Regions from separate parts of the Zea mays genome. Here region 2 is linked to region 1. Evidence: chromatin contacts called from public Hi-C data. All regions are on one chromosome and are shown on one strand. The core of a region is the stretch at or near the end of the contact, and the rest is flanking DNA. Distances in the headings are between cores, read along the strand shown.

Region 1 (3,127 bases), core at 287-2,786:
GATCTAAGGAGACTATAGAAGGAGGGGAAATGCAGAAATTGGGGAAAATAAAAAGGAAAGCACAGAACCTATCCTCTGGCCGATTTGGGATAAGTGAAAATGGGTAATGGGACTTGGCAAACACCGAATAGAACACAAACCCAACAGGTCAGATGTGTGGAGCTGGTGTGCTGCCCAAAGGGAATGTGGGGCCGTGGGGTGTCGAGGGAATAAGAAGATGGGAAATTGGGGAGACAGCCGAAGCGGAAGAAGGCAGATCCGCCGCAAGCACACAACTTGGGGAAAAAGAAAAGCGAACCTTTTTTCTAATTTGACAACTCGAGGAAGAAGCGGAGCCGATGAAGAAAGCGACGAATTTCTCAGAGCGGATGATGTCGTAAGGACGAAACGATGGAAGATGAAGCAACTTGAAGATGGAAGATGCGGATGGAGCGAGGAGGAGGAGGGACGAGATGGCAAGAGTGAGGAGAGGCGGTCGCAGTCAAAGCGTCCAGAAGTCTCGAGAGGCGAAGGTAACGAGGGAGTGAGGAGAGTCAGTACTAAAGTCTCGAGAGGCGAAGGTGAGCCATTGATTTACAATCAAGTAGCTAGGAGAATTTCTACCGACGTGGATAGCGTCAGTAACACCGTTTTGAAACGGCTTTCATATATCTACTATATAAAGTCTCAACAACATACTTTAAATTTTATCCTATCTTATACTCCATTTCTTTTTCCAGCCATATTAATAAAAAGAAAATTCCAACGTACTATTTTTTCATTAATGTGTAGAAGCAGTATTGGACTGGTTGGGAGTCTGACGGGACCAGCGCATTCACCATAGCTCGTACTGTAGCATGGCAGGAGGCAGCGTATGTCAGCCAATAACCGATCGAGCGTCCAACCGTCATGCGCTACCGTATACAGCAAGCGCCAGAATTGGCGGATCAGCTGCAGACTCTATTTTAGCGGAAGTTGTTGGAGATAAAAACGAGATTGGGAAACTTTAAATTTAAAGTATTTCTTGCTAGAGATAGTAAATGGTACTCTATGTAAATATCGATTACCGATATTATCAGTATGTATTCGAATTTGATCCGTCTAAACGTGTTGATATCTAATTTATATTTGAGTCGGTATTCAATATTCAATTCGTATTTTATTTATATCTATATTTATACACTTAAAGTTAGATATTGAAGATATCAATATCTATGTAAATCTTACCCGTCACAAATCGATAATACTGTATCCCATTTGAATAGGAAAATAAAATAAAAATTAAAAATAAATATGAACCATTAATATCAGTTCGTAGCCCACACAGTCGGGTAAGAATAAAAAAGGTCGCCCTCATCCAATCCAATCCAACCTGTCCACTTCCGCTCCACAACCCCACGACCAATAAAAAACCAACGGAAAATATCGTACAGCTGACTGGTCCAGTAGATTAGATGCGAATGAATTTAAAAAAACAAGGGGATCACGGAATCTGGGCCCACCGCTCCCTCGCCCACTTGTATTAAAAGGAAGGGCCTCCATCTCAACTCTCATCCATCTGCTCTGCTCCGGTCCGTTCCGCTCCTTCCTCCCCCTATCTAGCTAGCCTTCCCGTTCCTGCATCGCGGCGGAGATGGGCGCCTCCACCACGCCGCTCGCGTCGGCGGCGGCGCTGCTTCTGCTGCTGCTCGCGCCGCTCGCCGCGGCGGCGGACAGCATGTCGATCGTCTCCTACGGCGAGCGGAGCGAGGAGGAGGCGCGGCGGATGTACGCCGAGTGGATGGCGGCGCACGGCCGGACCTACAACGCCGTCGGCGAGGAGGAGCGCAGGTTCGAGGTGTTCAGGGACAACCTCCGCTACGTCGACGCCCACAACGCCGCCGCCGACGCGGGCGTCCACTCCTTCCGCCTCGGGCTCAACCGCTTCGCCGACCTCACCAACGACGAGTACCGCGCCACCTACCTCGGCGTCAGGAGCAGGCCGCAGAGGGAGAGGAGGCTCGGTGACAGGTACCTGGCCGGCGACAACGAGGACCTGCCGGAGTCCGTCGACTGGCGGGCCAAGGGCGCCGTCGCGGAGGTCAAGGACCAGGGCAGCTGCGGTGAGCTTCCATATCGATCTCCGCCCTTCCACTTTCTTCTTTTTTTTATCCCTCTCCTGCTTCTGAATCAAGAATAATTCTAGATAGAACATGGGGAAAACTGTCAAGTCTGCTCATCCACAACTTGCGGTAGTTTGTTACTGTTATCCACATGAACAGAGAGAGAGAGAGAGAGAGAGAGAGAGAGAGAGAGAGAGCAGGGGACTAGCTGAAGGTCAACGCTCAGCTTCACGTTCTGCGATTCGTTAGCCGGGCACCAAAACGGGTGGGTGGTTGCGCAGATGCCACGCGTATATAGATTAGCATGCACTTGAATTCGAGACACACTAACAAATAAAACTATTTAAAAATATTCCATTTGGTACTGGTACTGGTACTGGTTCTGTGTCTTGTGCGTGGGCGTGACAAATATTAGTAGAACGATTTTCGCTACGGAAGGTGGAAAAGTGATCCGTGTATTTGATCTTTATTGCCTTGCATGAAGGGGGACACATACTATGTAGGTAGGTTCATCGAACATGGACATCACCTTTAAACCTTGCGAGGCAGTGACCTTCCTGGAAGGAGCAACCAAGAAAGATATTTACACTAGCAGTCGCTGTCTAGCTGACAAGGTGGCTGGGCCAATATGCTCACTTCATTCATGATTCCAGATAGTAGGCTCTTGGAGACGACTTTCATCACGGATTCACGGCTCTTGTGACCGTTTCACGTTTCTATTGGTCCACACCCTATTCACCGGTCACAACCAAAAAATTATTCTCTTAAAAAAAATGCTATGTCCATAAAGTGTCTAGTTTGAGTACTCTAATATTGAAGTGGTTTGGAGGGATTAGAGAGTATTTACATCCGCAATAGATAAAAAAACACTCACAATACATCTTAATCCACTCCGATTTTCTCATTACTATAGTACCTAAACTAGGTCTAAAGTGATAATGATGTTTTCCACTCTATTGCAGGTTAACTTTCACTCTTTGGAGTTTATAACTCTGACTTGTTACTTGTCCGCCTTTTTTAATCGACGTGGATGACTAAACAATAAT
Region 2 (3,127 bases), core at 266-2,765, 710 kb before region 1:
ACAAGCGGCATCGGGTCAGTCAGTTAAAAGCCAGAACTCTAACAAAAGAACGGGCCCACGGCGTCAGCGTGACTGCCCGCTAGAGTTAGCGGTTGGAACGTGACAAGGAAGAGCCGGAAGGACAGGGCGGTGTACGGGGGGGGGCAATGATTGCCGGCCCGGCAGTACGGCCGTCCGATCTCGATCAGAGAGGGCGCTGGCGCAGGGCACTGCCGCTCGCTCCGCACCCTCCGTGGCCCCACCCATGTGTGTGAGTGTGACCCCGCAAGCACGGGCGCGCGCGTGTGTGAACCGGCCGAATTGGACGGAACAAAACAGATGAGCAGGGCAGCGGGAAGGGGGCCACCCGTCATACTCAGGTGGCATAGTGCTCCACTTGGTCAACAGGGATTAATAATTGAAACGGGTTCCCTATTTTCCTCCCTCTGATCTCAGCAGCATGATCGCTGTCGATCTGCGTGCCCACCCCCCGCGCTGGCCAAAGGGACTGCACAAATTCGGATATTTTTTTGGGGGCCTCTCGTTAGGCATAGTTTCGTCGAACCATCGACGCTTGGACAGATCGATGCGGCAAAAAAACGTACGGAGACGGCGTATAGTGGATTTTGCTCCGTGGTCAAATCCGGGCAACGTATTAAATACGGCAGATCGAATCGATCCAGAGGGTGGGTGTTTCGCTCCGAGCTAGAAGGCAAAGCTGTACGCATTCAATCAAACAGCTCACATGAGCAAGAGCAGAGCAAGACACGGGAGGAACATGACCCACGGCCGGCCAGGTGTTGCCGGCCCTCTCCCCCCTTGTCCGAAAAGCTGCTAGAGAGATTGGTTGAGCGCGTAAAAGGCAGCTAGCGATGCGACCCCATCCATCGTCCATGCGGAGAAAATGGAAACAAACTAAGGCATAAAATCTTTTCGCATGAACAGGATTCCCTTCCTGCATGCTCCTCCTGCGTGTGAAATTGCTTTCAGAAGAGTTCAGACTCTGGACCACTTTTTTCTCTCTCGGTTTTTTTTTTTCCTTCCTCCTCCAGGACCAGCAAGAGCAGAGGAACAGAACAGGAAGTCAAAGGGCCGGGGCAAAAGCAAAACTGGCCGCCGTTACATAGTTCATCGTTGCCTCCAGGCTCTGAGGCTCCAGCAGAGTCAGCGCGTGCGTACGTATACTAGTGGTACTACTACTACTAGTACTACTGGCACAAGTATGGCAGTCTGAATTAAAAGGCGCGATCGAGCAAAAAAAAAAATAAAGCGAGGCAGTGGTAGCGGCAATTTCCTCACCAGATCGACGGCTTCATTCTTGATCTCCTCGAGCCCACCCATGGCGGTCGGCCGGCGCTGGAGCGGACCCTAGAAGCCAAGCCCGGCGGCAGACACGGGCATATGCCACGCGAACGCCGACTCGCTTCTCTTCTCGTGTGAGAAGGGAAGGGAAAGGGGCAAGCAAGCAAAGTAGTGGTGGTGGTGGAGTAGTAGCGCTTGCTGGGCGTCGAGTGGAACGGGAGGAGATGGGGGCGGACCTATATAGCGCCGCGCCGCTCCGCTTTGTACCCGCAGGCCGAGCCACCACCACCATCCCTAGCAGCCCTACGCCCCTACCACGACCCCCACAAGGGCCCACGGGGCCTGTCTCTTTTCGCGTGCCCCCCCGTCGAGTATTAGGTCGGCCCGCTGGCAGCCGGTGGGGTCTGGCCTGCGCGGTTGCGCCGGGCAGCCTCCGCACCCGGGCGTGGCCCCGCGCGTCAGCCACGTTCGGGTCGAGCGGTCACGGGTGGAGGTGGACCGTGGTGACATCCATTACACTTCCACCCCCCGGCTTCGGCTTCGAACGGAACAGAAGCCGCGCGTGTCAGGCACTGCGTGGTGGGCCCGCACCGTCACAGGGTAACGGCACGGGCTTTGGCTTCGGGCCGGGCTCGGTGAATTTGCGAGCCCCGATCCGTGCCGTGCGTGCCATCTCCTGTCGGGACGCGGAGATTCTTTGGCGGCATGAATTCGAACTATTCCACGTCCCAGCGAATGCAGGCGTCGTATCGGACCGCACGCAACCTCTATACAATACCGTACCAGTTTGGAGCTTCAAACAGGCAACCGGTCTCTTTGTAAGGGCTTGTTTGGTTAGCTGTCAATACATATAAATTAAGTGAATTCTTTTTTAATATTTTCTAATTCTATTTAATTAATGGATAACGGGGTTAACCGAACAAATGTAAGTTGGCACGGATCCTTCGGTCTCTTCCCGTTCTCGCTAACAAGGCCTGCCCTGCATTGGCAGATGGCGCAGACAGCAGCCGCGCGTTCCTTCCGTTGGCCGCACGCACGGCCACAAAGGAGCAGTTGCAGTTGAACGGCTATTCAGAAATCAGAAAGGGAAGAGACGACTGACTAAAAAAACAGGGAATTCTGTCTCAGGGATGCCGACGTGGCTCCTACCGGTCCGAGCCGCCTTCCACGGTTCCACCACTAGCCCTAGCTCGTCTGCGGCTTGGTCAGCGGACGGAGGGCCCAACGAGCTGATGCAGCTGCAAGTCTAGTCACTATATAAACACTAGAAAACAGTTCATACTAAAGGCAATCAAATAGGCCGAATAGTGACGCCTGACAGCAGCGCGAGTCCTGCTGCCGCTTCCGGTTTTCCAATTCATATCAACGCTAGCTAGATAGTTCTAAAACTAAATAAATGCCCATCGTGGAAGGTAAAAAAAAAAAGAGGCCCCTAAAAATACCCGTCAGTTCCAGATTTGAAGGGGAGTACCAAAAGCGTTCTGTCTCAAAGGGTCAAGGTTGACCCTTGCCATCTCTGCTACTACTGATTACTCTAAGGGGCCGTTGAATAAATTGGAATTTACTTATATAGTAGGTTATTTAGTTTACAATTTGATATTTCATCGCTTTCCTAAATTTAAATATAAGTCTATCTCAAGTTGTTACGGTGAGAGGGTCGTAATTGATTTTATGTATAACTAGTCCATATTTATACTCTGCAATTTATGGCACGTTGTTTACCGCACTTCTTTATAATATAAATGTAGCATATAAATGTCTTCATTATATGATCAACAGTAGTATAAAGAATATTTTGCATGAAATTATATTAACTTAGTTGATCTATGTGTAAATAATGATTAAT

Evidence for each region. A called contact is a pair of places that touch in the nucleus more often than the background predicts.
Region 2: a contact with region 1 is called in a Hi-C map of bundle sheath, with 1.7 times the contacts expected there. The contact joins the promoter of LOC542052 here to the promoter of LOC100283284 in region 1. A contact is called at or near these places in 2 of 25 Hi-C or Micro-C datasets (bundle sheath and tassel).

Annotation. Positions count from the first base shown.
Region 1 is chr10:147,699,708-147,702,834 of Zm-B73-REFERENCE-NAM-5.0, reverse strand. It overlaps LOC100283284 (cysteine protease 1), which reads left to right and starts at 1,536. Exons shown (of 5, transcript NM_001156186.2): 1 at 1,536-2,081. The coding sequence starts at 1,613.
Region 2 is chr10:148,408,344-148,411,470 of Zm-B73-REFERENCE-NAM-5.0, reverse strand. It overlaps LOC542052 (proton-exporting ATPase 4), which reads right to left and starts at 1,515. Exons shown (of 13, transcript NM_001305848.1): 1 at 1,279-1,515. The coding sequence starts at 1,320.